2 separate regions of the Mus musculus genome follow, and region 2 is linked to region 1. Evidence: chromatin contacts called from public promoter capture Hi-C data. All regions are on one chromosome and are shown on one strand. Each heading gives the region's core, a stretch centred on a gene start, on an enhancer-like site or on the middle of the called end of the contact. The rest is flanking DNA. Distances are from core to core; before and after follow the strand shown. Region 1 holds the start of Pak6 (p21 (RAC1) activated kinase 6). Region 2 holds the start of Ivd (isovaleryl coenzyme A dehydrogenase).

What was found. Capture Hi-C pulls out chosen DNA fragments and counts their contacts.
Region 2: a contact with region 1 is called in a promoter capture Hi-C map of adipose tissue. The contact joins the promoter of Ivd here to the promoter of Pak6 in region 1. A contact is called at or near these places in 6 of 39 promoter capture datasets (the 3T3-L1 cell line, 3T3-L1-derived adipocytes, liver and 3 more), 1 of 484 Hi-C or Micro-C datasets (stem cell-derived cardiac mesoderm), 9 of 115 datasets of contacts at active chromatin or transcription factors (bone marrow-derived macrophages, effector CD8 T cells, embryonic basal ganglia and 6 more) and 4 of 9 other capture datasets (adipose tissue, liver, macrophages and 1 more).

What each region holds. Positions count from the first base shown.
Region 1 is chr2:118,660,872-118,666,114 of GRCm38.p6, forward strand. It overlaps Pak6 (p21 (RAC1) activated kinase 6), which reads left to right and starts at 2,706. Exons shown (of 11, transcript NM_001033254.3): 1 at 2,706-3,152; 2 at 3,912-3,995.
Region 2 is chr2:118,858,843-118,864,085 of GRCm38.p6, forward strand. It overlaps Ivd (isovaleryl coenzyme A dehydrogenase), which reads left to right and starts at 3,152. Exons shown (of 12, transcript NM_019826.4): 1 at 3,152-3,325. The coding sequence starts at 3,179. Gm39913 (a long non-coding RNA gene) reads right to left here and starts at 3,012. Exons shown (of 2, transcript XR_866660.2): 1 at 2,157-3,012.

The DNA.
Region 1 (5,243 bases), core at 1,456-3,955:
TCTCCAGGCCCTGTATCTCAATTTTTAAACCCTTGCTTTTTGTGGTTTTATGCTAATAAATGTTTGCCCACATGTTTGTTTGTGTAGTGTGTGTGTGTGTGTGTGTGTGTTGCCCACAGAGGTCAAAGAGGGCACCAGATCCCCTAAAATTAGGGTTTCAAATGGTTCAAGCTGCTATGTGGTGATGGGAATCAAACTTGGGTCCTCTGGAAGAGCGGCTGGTGCTCTTAACCATTGAGGTATCTTTCCACCCCTTCTTGCTTATTTTTAAACAGGTATTTTTAAAAGTAGAAAAATATGTTCAGTGAAAATTTCAGATAATGGAAAAGTTAAAATTTTAAAGAAAGTAGAAGGTTCACCAGACCCCCCTCTCAACGTGACAGCAGAGTTAGAAACAGGTATAGAAATAGCTTATGCTTTTCAGTGAACTGGAGAAGATGATTTCTATTGTCTTGCAGGATGTGGCGTCATCTCTCTCTGGTGTCAGTGCCATTCTTCCCCCACAGAGAAACAGATACAAATTTTAATTCTTATTTTATCATTACGTGTATGTGCGTGTGTGCACATGCATGTGCATGAATGCCAAAATGCACATGTGGGGGTCAGAGGACAACTTCTCTCCCTCCACCATGGGCTCCAGCGTTCTAACTCAGGTTGTCGGGTTCAAGTGGCTGCCCTTTTACCCACTGAGCCATCTTGCTGACCTGACTCCATCCTTGGTCAGGGTCCAGCAGTTATTTGGCTGCATAAGAAAGTACCATCTGATATTAGTCAGTCCCCGATTTGTGAGCTTTCTATGGCTTCCATTTTTTCTGATCATAAACAATACTAATATATATGGAGAGAGAGAGAGATATCAGATTCGATGTAGGCCTAGAATGCTTTACATAGCCTAGGCTATCCTCAAACTAACAGTAACCCTCCTACCTTAGCCCCCCCCCCTCCAGTGCTGGAATTACAGGTGTGATCCACCATAAATTTGCTTCTGACTTAACTTGCTTCTGTCTGCTTTTAGAGCCTACGTGGACCGTTTATAATTGTTTCCTCACGATGTTATTTTGAAGGGCAAAAAGGAAAGACAGAGTTCTCTAAAACTGCCTACCTAGTTCAAGGGAAGACGTTTCCTGTTGGCCCCTGAGTGACGTTTGTATGTGGATTTTGATGTCCCTCTTGTTGGACACTGATGTTGTCCCTGTGTGCAGTCTGAGACCTTTGCACAGGCAGTGACTGGGAGTCCTGGTTTTAGAAGATTAGCTTGGTGACTAGGTAGATAAGAATGAGCAATAAATGACATAGGCCAACGGAGAAGAATGCTGATGTTTACCAAGCTCTCGGATGGACAGTCCCTGGCCGGGCAGCTTTGTCTACGGAATTCCCATAATCCTGGGAGGCAGGTGAAATTGTTTCCATTTTATAGATGATGACACTGAGGTTCAGTTGATTAAACAGCAGGCCAGAGTCACTCAATTAGTGAACAATAGAGCTGAGATGTGAGCTCAAGACTGAAAATTCAGAGCTCAGGGAGTTAGCCACATTTTAAGAATGAATGTTCAAAAGTGATGTGAATACTTTAGTGCCCCCTTGGGTAGTTAGAATCAGAAGACTTCTAGCTTTCTCGTGGCAGTACTTGTGGGTCTAGGAACACGTGGTGGGCAGTGTGGGCTGGACTGTTCACAATGGGGCAGCTACCACATAGGTTTGAGGTCAGCCTTCAGCAGAGTTTAGAGGAAGCCACAGAGAGATTATGGAATGATGCCTGGGAAAAGGGAAAAGGCAAACAATTGGCTAAGACGGGAATTTGGGCACTTCCCAGATGGACATGAGAGAAAATGACCAGTGAAGGAGGCAGGAGGCTCAAGACAGTGAGGGAGGGGCCATGCTTACGGAGTGCTCTTCAGGGAACCAGCAGGTGGGCATCCTGAGTCTCCTTTCCTCCCATGCAACTGTTTCTAGTTGTGGGAGGGGCGATGCTGGAGCAGGGGAGAACAGAAAGATGGTACCCACAGAGCTGAGTACCCCACCCTCCATCCTCACCCTTTTTGCCCTTTAGGACAAAACCAGATGAGAACGTGCAGCCCAGGTGTGGCCACGCCTGCCAGGGCTGAGACCCACAGCTGCAAACCTGGGGCGCGGATGGGAAGGGGGTTAGGCTTGGCTGTGAGCCAAGAAGGTCTGGTTTCTGGGGAACAACGGTGAGGTGAACTACAGTAGGCTCCTCTGAATCCCACCCCTCAGTCTTTTCTCTCCCTCCTCCCCCTCAGCAAAGGAAAGCAGTAAGAAACGTGTTTTTTTATAAATAGCTCCAGCCCCAGCTGATTTGTAAATTCAGTGGGTTTTTTTGTGTCAATGACATCACCCTCCTCCCCATGGCAACCCCCGACGATATCAAAATTGCCAGGCAACGTTGGAGCTGCTCGCGCCCTACAGGAGCAGGTCGCTGCCTGAGATTCTAATGGAGAAATCCCAAAGTGAGCTGGGGTGCACGGTGGAGGAGGGGTGCGCCGCGGCCGGGGCTGCCGGGCCCTGATCGATTGACCAGAGGAAGGCGGGAGCGGTTGTCGCTTGCTCCGCAGCTTGAACACACCGGGGGCTCCACGGCCAGCTCTTCCTGACAGCAGCGGCAGACCACAGCAGGTGGGGGGAGGGCACTGCTCGGTTCCTGACATGCCGGGAGCAGCAAGCAGCCATCCAGGTGACTAAGCCGGCCCACCGCCACTGAGTCACCCACCCACCCTGGCTTTTCTTCCTTCCCCCTTTGCATCTGATTATTTGGGGAGCTGAAAACTTGGAGGTGTCCCTGAGGCCCGCCCCTTCTAACTCTCCCCGCCCTACCTCGGCTTGGAGGAAAATGGAACTCGCCCGGAAGCTGCCACTACCCCCTAAGGACATGGAAGGCACGGAGGGAGCCAGAGGTGCCCATGGAGAGACCTCGGCTGGCAGAATACAATAGCAGACATGGTGTTCGGGCTGCCCGTGTGTCCTCTGAAGGTTCTGGGAGAGAAGGGGAGTCTAGTCCACACCGACTGGAGTCCTTCTGGGCTGCCTTTGCGCTCACCTCTCAAGGGGATCTTTCTGTAAAAGGAAACGTGTGGCTTCCAGGGTCACTGGTATTTGGAGAGCAAGACTGGATTGGCATAGGCAGGCCTGTGCAGGTAGGTGGCTCTGTACTGGGTGTGGACCCACGTGTGTGAGAGGGTGAGGGTGTGTCACAGTGCGTATGCGCCCAGCCAGATCTGAGGACAGCCGCTGGTCAGCAGAGAGCTGGGATGGGGACCTGACAGGGGTTGATTCTGATCGATGCTGGGCCAGCCTAGTCTTGAGTGCATGTTGGGGAGAAGGGACAGCAAACACGTGGCCTGAGCAGACAGAAGGACAGCTGCCTGCTCGGGCAGGCCCAAGCCCTGGCTGGGACCACAGGACAGAGACGTGGCCAGATGCCAAGGTAGGACGTGGTCCTGAGGCCTGGCCAAGTGTTAGGAACTAAACTAATAGGCATGGGTGTGCAGGTTCATCTCTTGTCTTCCTGACAGCCCTGAGTGCCCAGAGAACACCTTTCTAACAAGGATCTTATCACTCTCCCAGGCAGAGCTGTTCAGCTCCTATGTGTGTCCCTGCTGAGCTCAAAGACACATCCAATGAGCAGGCTACAGGCCGGGGCTCGGCTGGGGGCCACCCTGAAACCCCCTTTCAGGCATGCCCCTATGTGTGACAGGCAGAGGGGTGTGGGCCCCCTACCTCCTCCACACAACTGGCAGGCTTTTAGGCACATTGGTGAGTAAGCTGCCGCAGGCAGGGAGGTTGTGCCCACAGAGATGAGATGACACCAATCAGGGACCTTCTGGGGAAAAGCGGCTGAAAGAGAAAATCACCGGGGTCTTTCTTTTTCTTTCTTTTTTTTTTTTTGCCTAAAGGTAGCACCAAGCTTCTGGGCTCCAGACAAGCACCAGCCTACAGTGGGAGAGGGTGAGGCCCAGCTGCCCAGAAGGAGTGCCAAGGTAAGGTCTCCACTGTGGCAGCAGGTTCTGGATTCTTGAGCTGGGGACAGGGTATCCATTTATTGAGGCCACTCCTCACCTAGGCCAGAGAAGCTAACTCCGTGTTCACAAAAAAAAAAAAACAAACAAAAAAACCAAAAAACCAAAAACTGTGAGCTCTTGGACTAAGGATCCCTGAGGTGACCTGACTGTTGGCCACCCCCTCTTCAGGTAGATTTTGAAACAGCTCGGTGGAAACCAGTTTCTGGCTCTGGGCTTGTTTCTACAGTCCCTGCCTTTGCTTCCTGCTCCTGCCAGACCAAGCGAGGGCCACCAGCACTTCTTCCAAGAAGCCCTTCTCACCTGCCCCTCATGTAGTCATTCTGCAAATATTTATGGTGCGTCCTCTGCCTACTGGGCTCCAGCCCCCACTGGTGCCCTTTCCCTGAACTTAACCTGGCAGACTCTGACTCTGAAAGTCAGCATGAGGCCAGGGCCAGGGGCCTGCCTGGGGGCAAGCTAGTGCTACCCTTAGTCTTGCTTGGGCTTACCACTTCTGCTCAGGATTCTGGGCTGGTGGGCTTCATCAGGCCCCAGGAACTCAAGTCCATGCCCCAGGGAGCAAGGTTAGTGCAGTGTAGCCACTGGTGTAGAATGCCAAGGTCAGAAAATGTTGCATTCCTTCCGGGGAGACAGGGGTGTCTTTCCCTAAGTTGGTTCTGATGAAAACTGAGTTCCCAGGGTGGGCTTGGGAGCTCACCTAGTTAGGATTGGGGGTTGGTCTTTGGGTTAAGAAGGGCCCCGCTCTGTGGGCATTTTTACCTACATTTTTTTTTTCTGGTGATAAGCCTGGGAACTCGCATGACAAGGGCACCAAGGGATTTGGCACCAAAAATGAACCCTTCAAGAAGTATTTGACTTGGGTGGAAACTCTGAGCCCTGCAGGGCATAGGAACTGCATAACCTTTCTGGTGACCCCTCCCCCACCCACATACACTGGGTACATTTGAGATTTGCCAGACACAGGGAAGGTGCAGGCCAGTGGGGTACAGCCTACTCTATGTAGTTTTCCTCAGGATGACCAACACTGTTCCCTGTCCTGGGAGAGAGGACACAAAGGACCACAGTCAGGAGGAGACGATAGTATCATCTATACCTGGCTTCGGGATGAGGAAAACGACCAGACCATGGAAGGGCTTTCTGCTTCCTCCCAGAAGGTGACTCTTAAGGGAGCCTCCAGGTCTGCAGAACTGAGCAGAAGCCAGAGCC
Region 2 (5,243 bases), core at 1,902-4,401, 200 kb after region 1:
CTTTTATTATTTATAATTGTGGGCATGTGTGTGTGTGTGCCTATGCCTGGTATGTGCACATGAGTGCAGAGATGTAAAATGCCAGAGGCCAGAGGCCTAGGAGCCCCTGGAATAGGAGTCACAGGCAGCTGTGAGCTGCCATTTCGGTCCTAGGAGTGGCACTCAGGTCCTGTAGGGAGGTCAGCCAGCACTGATTGCTGAGCCATCTGTCTCCTCAGCCTCACAGGCTGAGCTCTTGTTTCTACATTCGCTCTGGTTTATAGGTTAGCAGGTTGCAGAGGCCCCACCAATCAATCAGCTCTGGTAGCTTTCAAAGTTTCAACGTGAGTAGTTTAGTTTTACCTGTGACTGCTAATTAACTTGCTTTCTCTCCTCCCTCTACCCTCTGATCCTTGAAATTAAAATGTGAACACATCAGAATCTTATCCTCTTGGCCAGAAAGCTCTGGGTTATGTCCTTCTAAAGACAGAACCCTAAAAACATTTGGGAGATGAGCTGAAATTGGCAAATAGCTATTTATGCTGTGAAAGTAAGACGGTCCAGTCCCAAAGCGGCTCACCAGAGGGAGCATGAGGCTTTAGTCCCTACCCTCACCTGCAGCTTCCAGGCAGGGTGCTCAGTCAAGAGGAGACAAGAACCCAGCTCTCCCTTCTCTCATTCCCGGCAGGAGACCCAAGGATGTCTGGGAAGCTGTTTGGGGCCCCTAAGGTGCCGGGCGTGGTGGCGCACGCCTTTAATCCCAGCACTCGGGAGGCAGAGGCAGGCGGATTTCTGAGTTCGAGGCCAGCCTGGTCTACAGAGTGAGGTCCAGGACAGCCAGGGCTACACAGAGAAACCCTGTCTCGAAAAAACCAAAAAAAAAAAAAAAAAAAAAAAAAAAAAAAAAAAAACCTCTGTTCTCATCAGCAGGAAAGAGTCCACTCCATAGTGCTTCCCTCTAACTTCCTTGTGCACAGTGTCACACAGTCTACAGGAGCTGCACTCACAGAAACCATAATAATAACCCAAAGAAAGGAATACGAATGTTACTTCCAGAGAGAAAAGGAACAGGAAAAGATGGGATGCTAAAGGTTTTCGGGTTTTTTTGTTTGTTTGTTTTAGCATTCGAATGTATTGTCAATATTTTTAAATAAAATTCTCAACAGACTGGTGTAGAAGCTGTTAAAATAGGGGTGAGGTGGTAGAGCCTCCTCTATTACAAGTATTTTCATTGCTCTTTGAGCTTCTGGCCCATATTTCCTATAAAGCAACGCTTCACATCCCACACGGAGGTCAGTAACGAAGACTCAAGGTTCCCTCATTCTGTAGAGGGGAGGCTGAGGAGAGACAGAGCAGCCTTAGCTGTAAAACCCTTCATTACACCCATTCTCTTGTCTCTCAAGAGATCTAGGACAATCTCAAAATATCTAAAGAAGTCACTTCAACCAGAGTAGAAATAAGAGGAATGTGATTTTGTGTGTTTTCATTTTTATGCTTTTACTGGTCTCTTGTAGCCCAGGCTGGCTTTGAACTCCAATCCTCCTGCCTCGGTTTTCCAAAGGCTGAGATTATAGGTGTAGAAGCTGCTCTGTGATTGGTTTTTGACCTATCTTTAGGGAGGGCTCAGAATGCAGCTCTTTCCAGTTGTGGGAGGGGCTAAATTAGAATGTGAGACCAGGTAGGAAAAGTCAGATGTGGTAGGGACAACTAAAAATGAGCATGTGGCTCTGAGTGCTATGCCATATAATTAAGTATGCAATCATTTTTATTATAATTTTGATTGCTGGGGTTGAACCAAAGCCTTGGGTACTCAAGTGGATGCCTTACATCGCACTGTACCCCCTGCCCAGTGAATATGCCTCATGATGACATTGTAGTGGGGAACACTGTTCTCATTTTCAGGTGATAAAAGACACAGCAAGGATCCAAGCAATGTGTTCAAAGCCCCCTTCCTGGACAGAAGTGGAAAGGGGATTAAGAGATAAGAGCCTGGCTCCTGTCAGTCTTTCTTCTTCTGGACACAAAAGACAGATCTCCCCTCAAAGGCACTAAGTTTATTTTAAGCCAATACGAATAACCATGACATGAGCAAAATTCGGGTTGCCCTTAATGACGTACTCCAGTGTGGAATAGCTACAGGATATGTTCTTAGCCACAAAACCAAAGACTGTACTTACCAAAGACCTTGTGCCAACACTGGTCGGTGAGTTACTCCAGGGAAATCTCTGATATTATCTGATGACATACTTAGATGACATACAAGATGTTCTTGGTTTGTACAAGTTAGTAGTCTGCTAAATGAATAAATTCCAGGTGGGTGTTATCCACTTGTAGTGGAAGCACTCGTAAGAGAGAGGCAGGCAGATCTCTTTTGAGTTCAAAGTCAAAAAGTTCCAGGACAGCCAGGGCTACATAGAGATCCTGTCTCTGATTAGTGAACTAATTTAAAATAAAATTTCCTACCTGATGGTCAAGAATACTGGGTCAGTTAGGTGGGTTGGAGATAAACGGCTACTTAAAGGAACTAAAGATACTCAAATATAATTTTGGCTGTGAATCTGCAACAGCCCAACACCCACAATCACAAAGTTCTAATTAGTTTGCAGAATCTTCACTCAAGTGATTTTTTTCAGGGAACCCCAAACACCATTCTTCTCTTCCTGCCCTGTCACCCCAATAAGAAAACGTTCTTACAGAATCCGAGGGCAGAGAATCCTGGGCAACCTCTTTCGCTTAAGGAGGAACCAAAACCTATTACATAACAAAGCAAATTTTGCTGTTTTCAGTCAGTGGGGACTCTAGAACAAAAGATTCTTTAACAGACCTTCACACCTCCAGATCTGTTTGGACAGTTTATCCCTCCACATTAGGCATCTGCGTTGGAGTACTTGCTTTCCCACAAAGATAGTCTTGTGCCGTTCAAGATTAAAATCTTAACACGAGATACTACTATACTTTCTTGTATGCAAGAAAGACACTTAGGAAACAAGTACGGGAGGTAGCCAGCACAGGAGCCAGGGCTGGCTGCCGCCTCTCGGCTGATTGGCTTGCATGGTTGCAAGGGCAGCAAGGCCTTCGGCTGGCTTCCGAGAACGATTGGCTACTGAAGCCCCACCCCCTCCCTGATTGGACAAAGTGTTGAAACTAGGATTGGTGGAGCGTAAGCTAAACCAGTCCAAGCTCCTGGTGCACCGCAGAGATGGCGACTGCAATCCGGCTGCTGGGACGGCGAGTTTCCAGTTGGAGACTGCGGCCATCACCGTCGCCCCTCGCTGTCCCGCGGCGGGCCCACTCGATATTGCCTGTGGACGATGATATCAACGGGCTAAACGAGGAGCAGAAGCAGGTAGGAAGGCCGGCCCCAGGACATGTCCCAGGTCTTACCCAAGTGACTTGTGCCTGCCAGGCCTTGGAAGCGTTTCGTAGAAGCTAGGGAGAGGAACTGCGCGCCCTCTCCCTACTAATATTTGAGGGAGACAGCAAGACAGGGGGATTCCTGGCTTTGAACTCCAGCTAGGAGGAGATAAAAGAGTAAGGACCAAACCTGGAAGACTGGTGGTGTTTGGGTGGGCAGATTGGTTGGCCCTACTTCTAGTGGCTCTCATGAATCTGAAAACACTTACACCCCAACCTGTTCTCTCTCTCTCTCTCTCTCTCTCTCTCTCTCTCTCTCTCTCTCTCTCTCTCGCTCACTCTCGCTCTCCTTCTCCCTCTCGCTCTCCCATTCTCCCCTTCCTTGGGGTCTCAGTATGTATAGCTTTGGGTGGCCTGGAAGGCATTAAACTAGTACTTGAACTCTACTAGTGAACTCTTGCTTTTGCCTCAAGAGTGATGGGATTAAAGGCATGGGCCACCATACCTGGCTTGTAAGCAATGGTTCTCAACTTATGGTTGAAGTTACGCATGACCCATAGCTACCAGGGCAATTTGCTTTTTCAATGGAAGACTTTAAAGAATTCTGAAATGCCATCTTAAGTTTGTTTTCTTCCCCTCTTCAAGGCATAATGCACAAAGCTGAAAAAAAAAAAAAGAGCTTGGTTGCTGGGCAGTGGTGGCGCACACCTTTAATACCAGCACTCGGGAGACAGAGGCAGGTGGATTTCTGAGTTCGAGGCCAGCCTGGTCTACAGAGTGAGTTCCAGGACAGCCAGGGATACACAGAGAAACCCTGTCTGGAAAAAACAAACAAACAAAGAGCTTGGTTAACCTACTCTTATTGCTAGGTTTAACTCTCTTCCCTAATCGAAGCCAATGAATAATTTCCAGGGATGCCTTGGGTCCTGCCTATCTATCTATCTATCTATCTATCTATCTATCTATCTATCTATCTATCTATCTATCTAGATATCTAGATATCTATCTAGATATCTATCTAGATATCTAGATATGTATGTATATGAAGCAACTGCTGTAGATTGCCTAAGAGATTGCTGAGGAGTGATGGTTTCACACACAGTGTGTCTGAGTCAGATGCTATACCAAGGGCAAGTATTGCTATGAATAACCTTAGTGGAGGAAGGGAGTGGAGCCCCTAGGCACCTTCTGGAATTCTAAGAAAGAAAGAAAAGTGAAGAACCAGGGTACAGTTACAATCAAATCAAACCCACACTCCATCAGAGTAAATAACTCAATGTCCAATATCTAGGGTTAATCATGACCTTCTGGGCTCCTCTAAGGGGCTTGAGTCACTTCTCCAGCTCTGCCCTCTACAGCCCACACAGCTTGTCTTCTAAGCTCTGGTAAGCACCACCTCCTGCTGCTGCTGTTCTTGGTGGCCCTCCCGTGGTACTGGTTATCTCCAAAATGCTGGGTCTCTGCTGCAGCTGAGCTGGACTTCTATTAGTAGCCTCTTCTGGGATCTCCTCATGGTGCCAAACTTCTGCTTTTCTGCATGGCCCCTTTAATCCTGGGGCATTAAATGTAATCCATGACCCTTTACCAAGAGCCTGCCTCTCTTGGCTTCTGACAATGTCAAGTCTCAGCTACTCTCTATGACCCATTCGTACCTTTAAAACCAGCAGCACCTGGAAGACTTATGCTTGATCAAGTTCCGCTGTCAGCACAGTGCAGCCTTAGCTATCTCTGTAGCACAGCTTCTGAGTGCTAACTGAGGAAACACCTCCCAGAAGATTTCACCTCAGGGATGCTGGTCTCTTCCCAAACAACACTCATTTCTCAGCTCCAGCATCAATTTCAAAGCTCCAGTTTTGCTGTCAAAGCAAAGGTTTCACTTTAGTGGTTCTGGTCTTTTGTTAATCAGAACT